2 separate regions of the Mus musculus genome follow, and region 2 is linked to region 1. A link is a contact called in public HiChIP or PLAC-seq data. All regions are on one chromosome and are shown on one strand. Each heading gives the region's core, a stretch centred on a gene start, on an enhancer-like site or on the middle of the called end of the contact. The rest is flanking DNA. Distances are from core to core; before and after follow the strand shown.

Region 1 (5,941 bases), core at 1,677-4,176:
ATGCTGTCCTGGAGGGGCTCAGCAAGTTACACGCAGGCAGGTGGTCACAGAGCATTCTGTCACAGAATTCACTGCAGACCTAGGGAAGACCCTGGCAAACTTATCTGAGGAGCAAAGCAAGGGGAGGAATCACATTTGTGCAGCAAGTGAAATAAAGAGGCCTGCTGGCAGCATCCGTGGGACTGTGGAACTGATCAATAATCTTATTAGCGCACAACTAGGCATGCCCATGGTAAATTCTTTTTTTAATAGCATTTATTGCTTTTTCTGATTATAGAAGCCATAAATATTTGCAGTCGAAGCATACGCAGGCAAAGTACATTAATAAGCACAGTACATTAACTAGATGGGTAAGTACATAAAAAGTATAAACAAGAAAATAAAAATAACTATAACCACTGTTCAAATTTTGGTGTATTTTCTCCTGTGTATCAATAATCAATAGGCCTGGGTTTACAGAATGTGGAAGTGTTTCAAAGGGAGTTCATACTAAGCTGGGCACTGTAGTGATGGCAGCCTAAGGCCCTTTGGAGGCACAAACAGAAGCATCTGGAATGGAGAGCAACCTGGGCCACTCAGCCATGCAGTGCTTCAAAAAGGTGTCAGAACTAACTTAAAAAAATGGGAAAGAAGATGAAAATATTGCTCATCTTCAGGAAGTGTGAAGTATCAGCAGTAAAGGGCGATCTACCTTCACAACAGGTCAACTCAGGTGAGTGTCTTAACATGGAAGTCCAGCAGAAGATGCCAAAACTGAGTGCCAATAAACAGGCTACTTCAGCCATCAATACAAGCCACTTCTTAGATCAGTGGTTATTTAAAAGATAGTCATTTGGCAGCAGGTTGATGGTGGGGCAGGCCTTTAGCCCCAACAGAAAAGGCAGAGACAGGCAGATTTCTGTGAATTCAAGGCCAGCCTAGTCTACAGAGAAGTTCCAAGAGAGCCGAACTGTTGTCTCAATAACAACAACAATAATAATAAATTGTCATTTGGCTAGGAAGATGGCTTGTCACACAAGCATGAGGCCCTGGATGGATATCCTGAACGGCCATAATGCCAGGCACAGTGGCTTACGCCTGCAGTCCAAATGCAGAGGCGAAAGTACAGGTCACGGAGAGCCCTGGTTCACTGGTCAGCCAACTCAGCCAAATCAGTGAGTTCTAGTCCAGTGAGAGACTCTGGGAAGAACACCTAACATCAACCTTCACACACACACACAAACACACACACACACACACACACACATACATACATGTGCACATAAAAGAAAATAAACATGTAAATTCTCAATCAAGATCTGATCTGATATGCTCCTCTGGTACAGAGAAAGCTATTTTCCCCAGTGATGATGATTCTCTGACAACTAAATTCTAAGTTTTTTCAACCAAATACCCAAACACATCTCCATCCGTAGTGAGAAAAATCCCAGTGGGCTAAAATCCAAGAGACCTTGCGCTGGCAAGAGGCGGGTGAGCGATACACAGAAAAGACAAAGGTGGTGCTACTCCACAGAAACCACACTAATGGGACTTGAATGGATCCGGAAGTGTCATGCCAGGCACAGTTAGAGTGACAGGGTCACAGACGGAGAGGACACCAGAGAAGTTAAATGAAAAGTGGGAAGATGTGTCCCCTATCAGGCACCCCAGGCGGTCACAAACATCCAGTCTCCCCCACAACTAGCACCCCACACCATGGTGCCTAAATTGTTATCTATATTGTGACTAACCCACAGTCCTGGCCCCAGGAGCCCATGCAAACTCAAGGATCAAAGCACCGGCTCCTTTGCAGAGCCTTGGGATCCAGCTCAACACTAGATTCCAGACAAAGAAAAAAGCCAAAGAGTTGATAAGCAGACATTTCCAGCCCTTTGGAATTGGCCTTCAGGAAACCAGGCACTTGAAAGAGAGGGTTTCTGGGAGAGCAGGGAGGTCATTTTCAAGGAGCACAGTGGTCCTCCCAGGTAAAAATAAAACAGAAGGAGGTGGGGTTAAGGAAGCAAGTCTTCAAAGGAAACGCCATCAAAGAGAAGGAAGAAGGAAATTACTCTAAGCTGTTCCATAGCTAAGGTAATGCAGACCGCATGGCGTGAGCGTGCGGACGGATGGAACAGAGCGTGCAGCCCACAAAGAGCCACACAGTTTGGCCACTTGACTGTACTGTTTTTCACAATGGCACAAAAGCCATTCCAGGGAGCAAGGAGACATGTCTCCATAAATGATGGTGCTGCAGCAACTGCACATCCAAGGATTAAAACAAGGCGGGGAAATCTCATGGCGGCCTCATGGCTCACACAGAAAGGAAATTCAAAATGTACTGAGATTTAGAGGTGGGACACGAACGATTTTTGGAACAATTAAGGAGAAAAGTCTCTGGGCAGGAGACTGAGGATGGCCCTTCTGAGTCTGTTTGTTTGTTTTTCAGACAGGCTTATCTGTGTAGCCTTGGCTGTTCTGGAACTCACTCTGTTGACCAGCTGGTATTAAATTCAGAGACCCACCTACCTCTGCCTCCCAAATGCATTAAAGGGGTGCACCACCACCACTAAGCTGGTTTGGGGGATTTTTATTTTTAATGTAAATCAATAGAAGCATGAACAGAGTTTCATCACAAGTGTGGTTTGCTCAGAGAAAGGTGCTGGTGCTCAAGTAGGAAGCTCTCATAATGAGAAAAATAAAAATCATAAGACTACCATCTAGACTTTGCGTGTAACTCTCAAGATCAACAGTGGGTGGGGAGTGACGTAAACAAGAATACCCCCCACCCCTCCCACACACAAGTGGGTGGTGCACATCTGTAATCCAGGCACTTGAGAGGTGAAGTCGTTCTCAGCTTCATAGCAAGTTCAAGGCTAAACCTTGTCTCACAAGAGCCGGGGTAGGACAAGTAAGAAAGCTGGCAAGCTACACGGAAGAGAATGTAATAGTGCACTCAACCTGTGCCCTGGACAAATACACATTGGGGCCGCCAGGGAACATCACTGTACGTCCCTCAGAATAGATAGAACAAAACAAGAATCTGGTGGCAAGGGTTAGGGACAAGCTGCCGACAGGTGGGTCACAATCATGAATGCAACAGTAGGGTGAATAGAAAACCATCTCTATAGAAGATGCATTTTCTTTAAAAACCTAACATTCAAACATTTGCCAGTCAGCTCAGCAATAGTAGACACATGAGCATTTATCCCAAAGAGGGCTAAGAACTGAGTTTACAGAAGCCCTAAAACAGAAATAGTCAAAGCTTTCCCCAGAAAGTGAAAAGGTCAGGGGTGCCCATTGCACAAGAAAGCTCGTCCAAAGACTTACAGCACAGCAGAGGGTTGTGCTGTGTGGAAAGAGCCACTCTTGAGGCCATAGAGGTCTATGCACAAAAACATTTCAAAATCATGCGCTAAGCAGGTAATATGGACTATTATGGAGACAGCTTGGCCTCTGCATAACCTCTTCACTTTCCTACGTATCTAATTATTCCAAAATAACTTAACTATAGATATATGTAAAACACATGCATATCTATAGATCTGAGACAGCCCTGACCTACAATGTATCAGCTTCACAATGGTACAAAACAGTATGTGTTCAGTAGAACTAACACTGGAAATTATATATGTTAAGCTAGTAAGACACTCAGCAAGACACGTGATGCTGGGCAGGGGCAGGGAACACGTTCCACAGCTGCCTGAGTGATCACCAAAGGGGAGTGACACTCTATGTATAGAACCAAGATAGAAGTCCAGTGAGTTACATGCATTTCCCACTTACAAAATATTTAATTTATGGTGAATGCAGGAGTGTCTGCACAAACTAAAGCTATACTTTCTACCTGAGGCTCCAGTAAAGCTAATTTTGCTTTCTTTCCCCTTCATTTTATGTGTGTGTGTGTGTGTGTATGTATGTATGCAGTGTGTGCAGACTCCTCTGAAGCCAGAATAGGCACAGAATTCCCAGGAGCTGTTACAGGTGGTTTTGAGTCCATAGATGTGGGTGCAATGAAATGGACTGGGATTATCGACAGCAGATCTGCAAGGCTCTTAACTACAGAGCCATCAGCTCTGCAGTTTGCTCTCTCTCTCTCCAACTCATATATGAATTCCATGTGGAGACTAGGATATCATAAGCACAGAAGTGGAAATGCAAGGCAAGGGAACCATGGGGTTTGCCCATTACTCACTCCACCAGAACTGACACACTTCTGTCTCACATAAAAGCCAAAGGAAGCGAGAGAGAAGAAAGTTGGGAGAGCATAAACCTCAGGCTCTTCTGGCCAAGGTATTTTCTCAGATAATCAACTCATGAAATTGATGATGTTGGGGGGGGGGCCCTCCGAAAATCCACCACATTGTAAAAACATCATTTTCTGTAGATCTTCTGATGAAATACTGGGAAGGAAACAACCAGGCCTTCAAACATCGTATAGAATAAGAGATAATTATGTAACCTCTACAACAGCCGGCTCAGAAAAGCGGGGGAGGGGTCCTAACAGTTAGCCAAGTCTCAATGCCAAGAACAGCTCTAACTCTGGGTGGGCAACAAAATCAAAGGCCTGACTTTAAGCATCTTCCCCCACCCACTGGCCGGTTCCTTGAATGCTACCATTAAGTCCTTACTTGTACCATTCACACCACTCACACTAAAGCACTGCCTTCACACCCTCACTATCAGTATGACCCAGCACCTTCACACAGCTACTGAGAGAGGAAAGTGAACGTTCATGATTAAATAGCTCCATATTGAACAGTCCTATGCCAGCTTTTCCAGTCTTGGGAAAGGAGAAACGGCAGTCTATTTACAATTCAACCGAAGTAAACAAACACAACCGAAACTTCGGGTATTGATTGCCTACCAAAATAAAAATTTCACTTTGTAGTATGAAATGAAAGGAAAGCAAAACTAAAGATTTACTGTTGAGCTCCATACTCTATAAAGATGCACAGAATGTCAATCTGTAGGAGAGACTCAGACATAAACTAAGATGCAACACCCAGTTCTTTTGAGCCTTCCTGGGCTGGCTTGGAATTCACTATGTAGCCAAAATGAACTTGAACTTCTGGTCCCCCATCCTCCAGCTCCTGAATGCTGGGATTCCAGGATTTGTGCAGTGCTAGTGACTTAGCCTTTGTGTTCATCCCCAGCCCTCAAAAGCCCCATTCTGATTCTAACAAACTCAATGGCTGCCCATCTTTCTACTAATTTCCCAACTGATACGCATTCCCTCTTCCAGATCAGAATCCTCTCTGTTTCTGGACTATCCCTCTTCCACTGGGCAGTATGCCTTCGGCAATTTGAACATGCCAAAAGAGTTAACATGATGGAAGCTGGGGTCCAGTGCAAAGGTGTTGGGAGAGGACTACTGAAAAAACTAACACCCTGTCTTGATGGCGAGTTAGTTAGAAGTAATTTTATAAAACAGAGACAGGGGCCAGAGAGGTGGCTCGGAACCCATGGGGAATTGTGGTATTTCACAACCATGTGTAACTTCAGTTCAGAGAATCTAATGCCCCTTCTATGCTCCATGTGCAGGTGAAAATACAAACAAGTAAAATAAAAATAAATAAATGTAGGAAGATACCCACCACCCTTTACTCTCTGTTGTTTTGTGTGTGTTCCCTTCTACCCTCTTTTCCTTGCCCCATCCACCCTGAGTCAACCCAACAAAACGAACTACCTACCAGCAGTTACAAGGCTACTACCTACCAGCAGTTACAAGGCTACTACCTACCAGCAGATACTATGCCTCTGCCCTGCACTCTCCAGAATTATACATGAATAAGTTTCCTTATGTGATGATAAATATCCCCATCTGCTCTAGTCCAGAATTGCAGCATGAAACAGACCAAGACAAGCTTCGAGGGGTGCTCCTTAACTTCACCTGGCCGGCTTTCAGTAGCTCTGCATACAAGATTTCGTCACACCACACTCAGCCCCACCAAGAACCACTTTG
Region 2 (5,941 bases), core at 2,282-4,781, 410 kb before region 1:
ATATGTAAAGGACCACACAAAAAGGAGCAGGTGCTTGGTGACTTAGTCATCAGAGAGGCCCTGTGAGGTTGGGAGTATGGTCATTGTTCACAGTCTGCCTGTGTGTTACTGAAACCAATAAGGAAACTGGTCCTTGAGACATTACAACTGCCCCAAGGTCACAAAAGGTAAAGTAAGGATTAGAAAGCCATGACTGAGTGACTCAGCTTCTCTCAACCATACATGTCACACTCAACAGGCCCATAGCACGATTCATCAAATGAGAAGCCAGTGGTGGGGGTAGTACCAATACGTTCCCAGTAATTCCTGCTTACTAAGTCCAACGCCAATTCAGTCAGGGGACCCAACGTCATCTATCTGTCCTCTTTTGTGTTCTGAAAGGAAACCACATAGGGCCAACTGGGTGGCATGAACAAGATGTCAGCCAAGAAGGGAAATCCTCTGCACATTCCAAAGCCCTCACTTCTACTCACCTGAGCCATTTCCTGGAGGAGGCTTGGCTTTATCTTACCTTAATGTAACTAATGAAGTCTTTATCATTTAGTAAAAATAAATGAAAGTTTTTATTTCTATAATATCAAACTGACTTTTTAACTTTTGAAGTGAGTGTGTAAAATACTTCTTTCTTTTATCCCTGCTTGGGGAACTATAATTGCATTTTAACTGGTACTGCTACAAGAACAATTTTAACCTTGAATCGCAAATGTGTTGGCTGGAGGTGTATATAAATCATTTCAGCTTCGTTTTTATTATAAAAGTATTTCAGAGAATAATTAGTTTTTAATCTGTCAGCTCGAATCAAAGGAAAAGTTGAAATCTATTCATTCCATGTGTGTGCAACCAGGGCTCTTGGTCCACAAGATGTGGGGAGGGGGGCATGAAGCTGAAGGGGAGAGATTAGTGAAAATAGAAAGTAATAGAAATAAAAGCCATTAGACACTGGTCGGAGCAGTATTTGAAGGGGTGGGTGTACAGCAGAAATTCAAAACAAGCACATGGTTAACACAACTAAAACCCAGGGAACAGGGTGGGCCCTGCTTTGTTGCCTCATTATAGAGCAGACAGTGGCAATTAAATATTATGCCCGATAGCCCTGAGCATCTCAGGTTGTACTTTTGAACCACCGCTGCAGAAAATGAAACTGAGACTCACTAGCTATATGCCAGGCCACATCCTTCCCGCGGCTCAGACACTTTTTTACAGCAAGGCAGGTACAGAAAGGCCTTCTCCATAAAGAAAACGCCTTCAGATAATTAACTAGGAAAGCACTCTCTTTTGGGCTAATGATGACATCTTTGGGCAGCACATGGTGTTGGAAAGGATGCTCCTGGATAACTGACATACTAGTTCTCATGACGTCTTCACCATAGCAGCCAGGAGCTACGCATGCATGTCCCTTAGCTCACACATACTGCGATAACATTTCAGGTTAAATTCTATATTAAAATCGATTTTTCTGTTCTTGTTTCTATTTTAAATATAACCCACTATAGAACTTAAACAAGATACAGGGCTTGCTTTATTTCTATGGGATAGGGCTGTCACTTGGGTATGGTAATCAATTAATAAGGAAATTAGGAAGACGACTAATGATCCTTAAGCTGCTTCCTCTCATGTCAAGCACAGGTCTGCACATTTCACCTCGATTATCATTTTATCTTCATCATTTTATGATGTGGAAACAGAGGACAAAGTAGAGAAAGTTATCTGAGAAATGGGGCAGGAAGAGAACTCTCAGTTTAGAGGCAGTGTGCCTCTAAAGCCCAGCTTTAACTGCAAAGTCATGCTTAGTTACTGTGACAGACAGACAGACAGACGTCGTTAGTTATGTGACAGACTTGCCAAAGAAGGGCAATGCAGATAAACCTTCCCTTTCCAACCTGTCTCACTGATTAAAATAATAATAATAATAATAATAATAATAATAATAAAACCAAATGTTCAAAGCAGACTAATTAAGACATTTAGATTTATTGCATAAATCGGTATATTGCTGCATAGTGGAGAGCATACACCCAAAAATTATACTCATGGTAAAGGGCTGGAGGGATGGCTCAGTGGTTAAGAGCACTCATCACCCTTACAGAGGTCCTGAGTTCAATTCCGAGCACACCCAGTGTCTCATTCTAGTCTGTAACTCCAGTTCGAGGAGATTCATTGCCATCTTCTGGTTTTCCCAGGTACTAGGAATCCTGTTCGTCTAGTACAGAGACATATGTGTAGGCAAAATACCCACACATATAAAATTTAACTATTAAGACAAGATCATGCTGGAGAAAAACCATAGGTAATGCCGCATTTTAATGGATAGGAGGATCCACTCCAGTGGTGACAATGGGCAAAGAAGCAGCGTTTGTAAAATTCTCCTGCAGGATGAACTGAATCCACATTAGAATAATGCCTTCTGGACTCAGCTCCAGAGAAAGTGCTGAACAAGATATACATATGTATGGACGCTTAAGGAAAGACTGCAGACACCTGACTCCAGGCACTACTTCCATTCCTTGGTACTGCCAGACCCAGGCTGCAATTCTGTATGGATGATAAGGAGATGGCAGCATTTTATTTCCCATTTTCTCTCCTCTTATCCCCTGATGTGTGTGTGTGTGTGTGTGTGTGTGTGTGTGTGCGTGTGTGCATACCCACTCACTGGGGAATCTGAGGCTGATGTCAGGCATTGATCATTCTCTATCTCTTTGCATCATACTCACCAGGACAATCTCCCTCAGTCAAACCCCAAGTATAGCTAGTTTTGAGGACCAGCTTGCCTGAGGACGGCCTGTTCCAGCCTTACATGGTTGCTAATTACAAGCGGGCCACTGCACTCACTCAGTATTTTTGTTTCCAGAGATGCAAACTTTGATTCTCATGCTTGTGCAGCGAGTGTTTTTACTGTTGAATCACATTTCTTCCCAGGCCCATGGCTTTGCCTAGTATTTACGATGGATGTCGACTGGAGTCTCATAACCTATACTGACTACTGGTCAGCCCAGGTGTCTAGACTCCACCCAAACTGAACACATTTGAATCTACATTATCATACAAGAGAGAGGCCAAGGTCACTGGCTAAGAGCTGGTTAGAATGCCAGTGTAGGTTCACAGGGAAGAGTAAAAGAGGCAAGTTAAGAACCTGCTTGTGTGCCCTGAAAGCCTTTAAGGAAATCCATCTCCCCAGCTCCGACGACTGGGTTGATCGGCACAACTTACAGAGACCTCACTTGCTCACTGCTTGCCCTTACTGATGAGAGAAAAGATAAGAGAGGGAGGCTTCTGAGAAACAGCGGACCAGGACCTGAAATACTGGGCTGTTTTTTTTCTGACAGAGGCAGTTGTGGAATTCCTAACCACTCAGCTTTTCCAAATTGGCCCTTGTGCCCCTGAAATCAGTGCTCTCTGCTAGCTTCAGAAAGAACACTGGAATCTGAAGTTTTGAAGCATTAATACATAGATGGACACTTTTCTCCTGGGGTGTGGTGTCTGTGTGTGGCGGGGTGTGTGTGTGATGCAACTGCGGCCTCTGTACGATGGCTAGCAAGGAGCCAGTGAAGCCACAGAAACAGGAACCTGTCCCTTCCCTGGGAATAAACAGCAATGTAGGGTGCAGGGTCTGATAAAAGTGCAGCCCTCTGCAGGCAGCTTGTAATGAATTAGAAAGCAAGTCGGGGTTCTTTTTCTCTGTTTGGTCCCTTCCAGGGAAGGCAAACACCTGCATTCTTCTCCTTGTGTCCTTGCTCTAGAGCGCTGACAAGCACAAAGGCATGACAAAGCACTTTCTAAAAGCTCCAGTTTCCAAATGTCAAAATGCTTGGAATCCACAAACACTTCTGCAGACATCCACTCCTCGAAAGTGTGTGTTTTATTGGAGTCTATTAGATAGCTGTAGCTGCCAAAACAACACAGTATGTTGATGGCCTTCAAATCCCTGAGCTCGCCAACGTCCACCCCTCACTACAAGAAGAAGAAGAAAAAAAAAAGTGGGCAAATCTTAATTTCAATAGCTCAAGCATTTAAATATTTGAAGACAGAAGCATTTATCTTAAGTAAAAAAAAAGAACCCTTTTGAAAATCAACTACACTTTTTCCTCAACCCTACAGAAATAAATATTTGGACTAATTTCTTTAAAAACAAAACAATGTTGGCTTCGCCATTAGGAAGAAAATTCGTCTCTATTTCATTTTCTCCTCACAGCTGGCAGATCCTGTTCAGGAACCAAATTGCTAGCCCTACCTTTTCTGTCAGAGTGTGAATTAAAAAGAAAAACATGCTCAAAGGAAAATGACTGCTCTCAGCAGAAAAATTCAGAATAGCCTGGCACCATGCCACCTAGCTTTGCCCAGAGGATAAAGGGCTGCCCTGCCTGGTCTCCTTCTACAGTTCCTGCTCCATGTAACCCGAGAAAGGTCAACACTGGATGTCTTTGGGCACTACTCAGCATCTCCTCTGATTTGTTTAAGGATGGGCATGTGACACAAGGCCAGACTTTGGTTGGCTGAGTTCTCAGAAACATCTTCAGGAATCCTTTCTTGATAGAAGAACTGGCTTTAGCCAGCTATTGACAGCTCTTGACCTCAAGGGTCAACTAGGACTAGTGCGATCATAGTGGACCATGGAACCAGACCAAACAAGCAGGGAGCTGAGCTCTGCCAGAGTACAAGGTCAGTTCCAAAGCCATGTAAGAAGCTTTCTGATTGGAGAGACCTCTGGATGCAAGACAGATGAAACACCAGGCTTCACTGTCTAGTTAGAAGTCAGTCCAGTGCAGGAAGGCTCACACAGCCTCACCTTGAAACACCCTGACTATTGCTTCTCCAGGTACACTGTCTGCTTGGATGTACTGAAGTGGTCATCTCTGTTTGCTGTAGCCACGACAATGTCCAAGCAGAGCATCATCTGACTGACTACTCCCTATTCTCTACCCTCTGCCTTGCTTAGGAGAATCTCTGGACCATCCCCCAAGATCAAAGCTTTATTACCTATGTTCTTAGTTAAGTACTGGTATTGTTACTCTATTCTAGAACTCCCCCCCCCCCACTGTTTCCTAAAGCTGTAAGTTTGGCTGGGTAGGGAAGGGGCCATATAAACAGAAGAGCCTTACAGGAATCCCTCACTTCAGATAGTGCTGGTTAGTGGCTCCTTCCTAGTATCTTTCTATCTTATCCATTGCTCTTGGCCCTACACATAAGGCCTCTTACTATTTTTTCCCAGTGCAAGCCGAGGTCTTTTTTAAGATTACATTTACTTGTTTACTCTGAAGGGCTGTGCATGTGGAGGCAGTGGCCAGTGTGTGGGAGTTGCTTCTCTCCTTTCATCACATGGACCCTGGGGACTGAACTCATGTCATTAGGTGTAGCTGCAATCGGCTTTCCCACTAACTCCTTTACAGTCTGTAGGCTGAACTCTTGATAAAGAACGTGTACTTTCCAAAACGTGCTCCTTTATTCTGTCACTGCTCAGGGGGCAGCTGAAGGGCCCTCAGGCCACAAGTGGCTGACTCCTCAGCCAGGGTACCAATACCACTCCAGTTTTACCAGTTTCTTCCTGTGATTAACTGCTTGGCCTGAATCCTACCTTTCAAGGAGGCCATCTCAGACCCAAGTCAGAAGAAAGGAGGGCAGCAGTGGGTTAGAAACACTTGGTTTGTGATCTTATATGAAAACTGCGGGTCCCCGTACAGCACCCAATGCCTCCGTCCATACCCTGATGCCCTGTGTGGGCCATGCTAGGGCACCATCTATCTCTTAATGCTTTTGCATCACTGATCCAGTTGATACATGTAAGGAGCCTGTTCCGAAACAGCTTGATTGCCTTAGATATTCAGTGCCCAGGAAAGCTCACATGTACCATGTCCCAGCTGGTGGCACTACTGAGAAATGGGAGACAGGATCAAGTGGATGCCAATTTCTCTAAGGCTTGCCCCAGGGAGGTCACAAGTAATACTGC

What was found. HiChIP or PLAC-seq counts read pairs in DNA pulled down with a chosen protein or histone mark.
Region 2: a contact with region 1 is called in an H3K27ac HiChIP or PLAC-seq map of embryonic stem cells, with 12 read pairs. The contact joins two enhancer-like sites. A contact is called at or near these places in 6 of 115 datasets of contacts at active chromatin or transcription factors (embryonic stem cells and hepatocytes) and 1 of 9 other capture datasets (embryonic stem cells).

The regions. Positions count from the first base shown.
Region 1 is chr14:11,699,061-11,705,001 of GRCm38.p6, reverse strand. All of the region lies in intron 1 of Ptprg (protein tyrosine phosphatase, receptor type, G), which reads right to left. Among named protein-coding and RNA genes, the nearest start is that of Gm52128, 130 kb to the right of the region's middle. Within about 2 kb of position 2,926, at least 22 of the 459 cell types and tissues checked have an H3K27ac peak or open chromatin away from gene starts, as enhancers often do. A contact at or near this core is called in embryonic stem cells and hepatocytes, where this site is marked.
Region 2 is chr14:12,111,326-12,117,266 of GRCm38.p6, reverse strand. The region is part of intron 7 of Ptprg (protein tyrosine phosphatase, receptor type, G); the gene reads right to left. Among named protein-coding and RNA genes, the nearest start is that of 3830406C13Rik, 170 kb to the left of the region's middle. Within about 2 kb of position 3,531, at least 27 of the 459 cell types and tissues checked have an H3K27ac peak or open chromatin away from gene starts, as enhancers often do. A contact at or near this core is called in embryonic stem cells and hepatocytes, where this site is marked.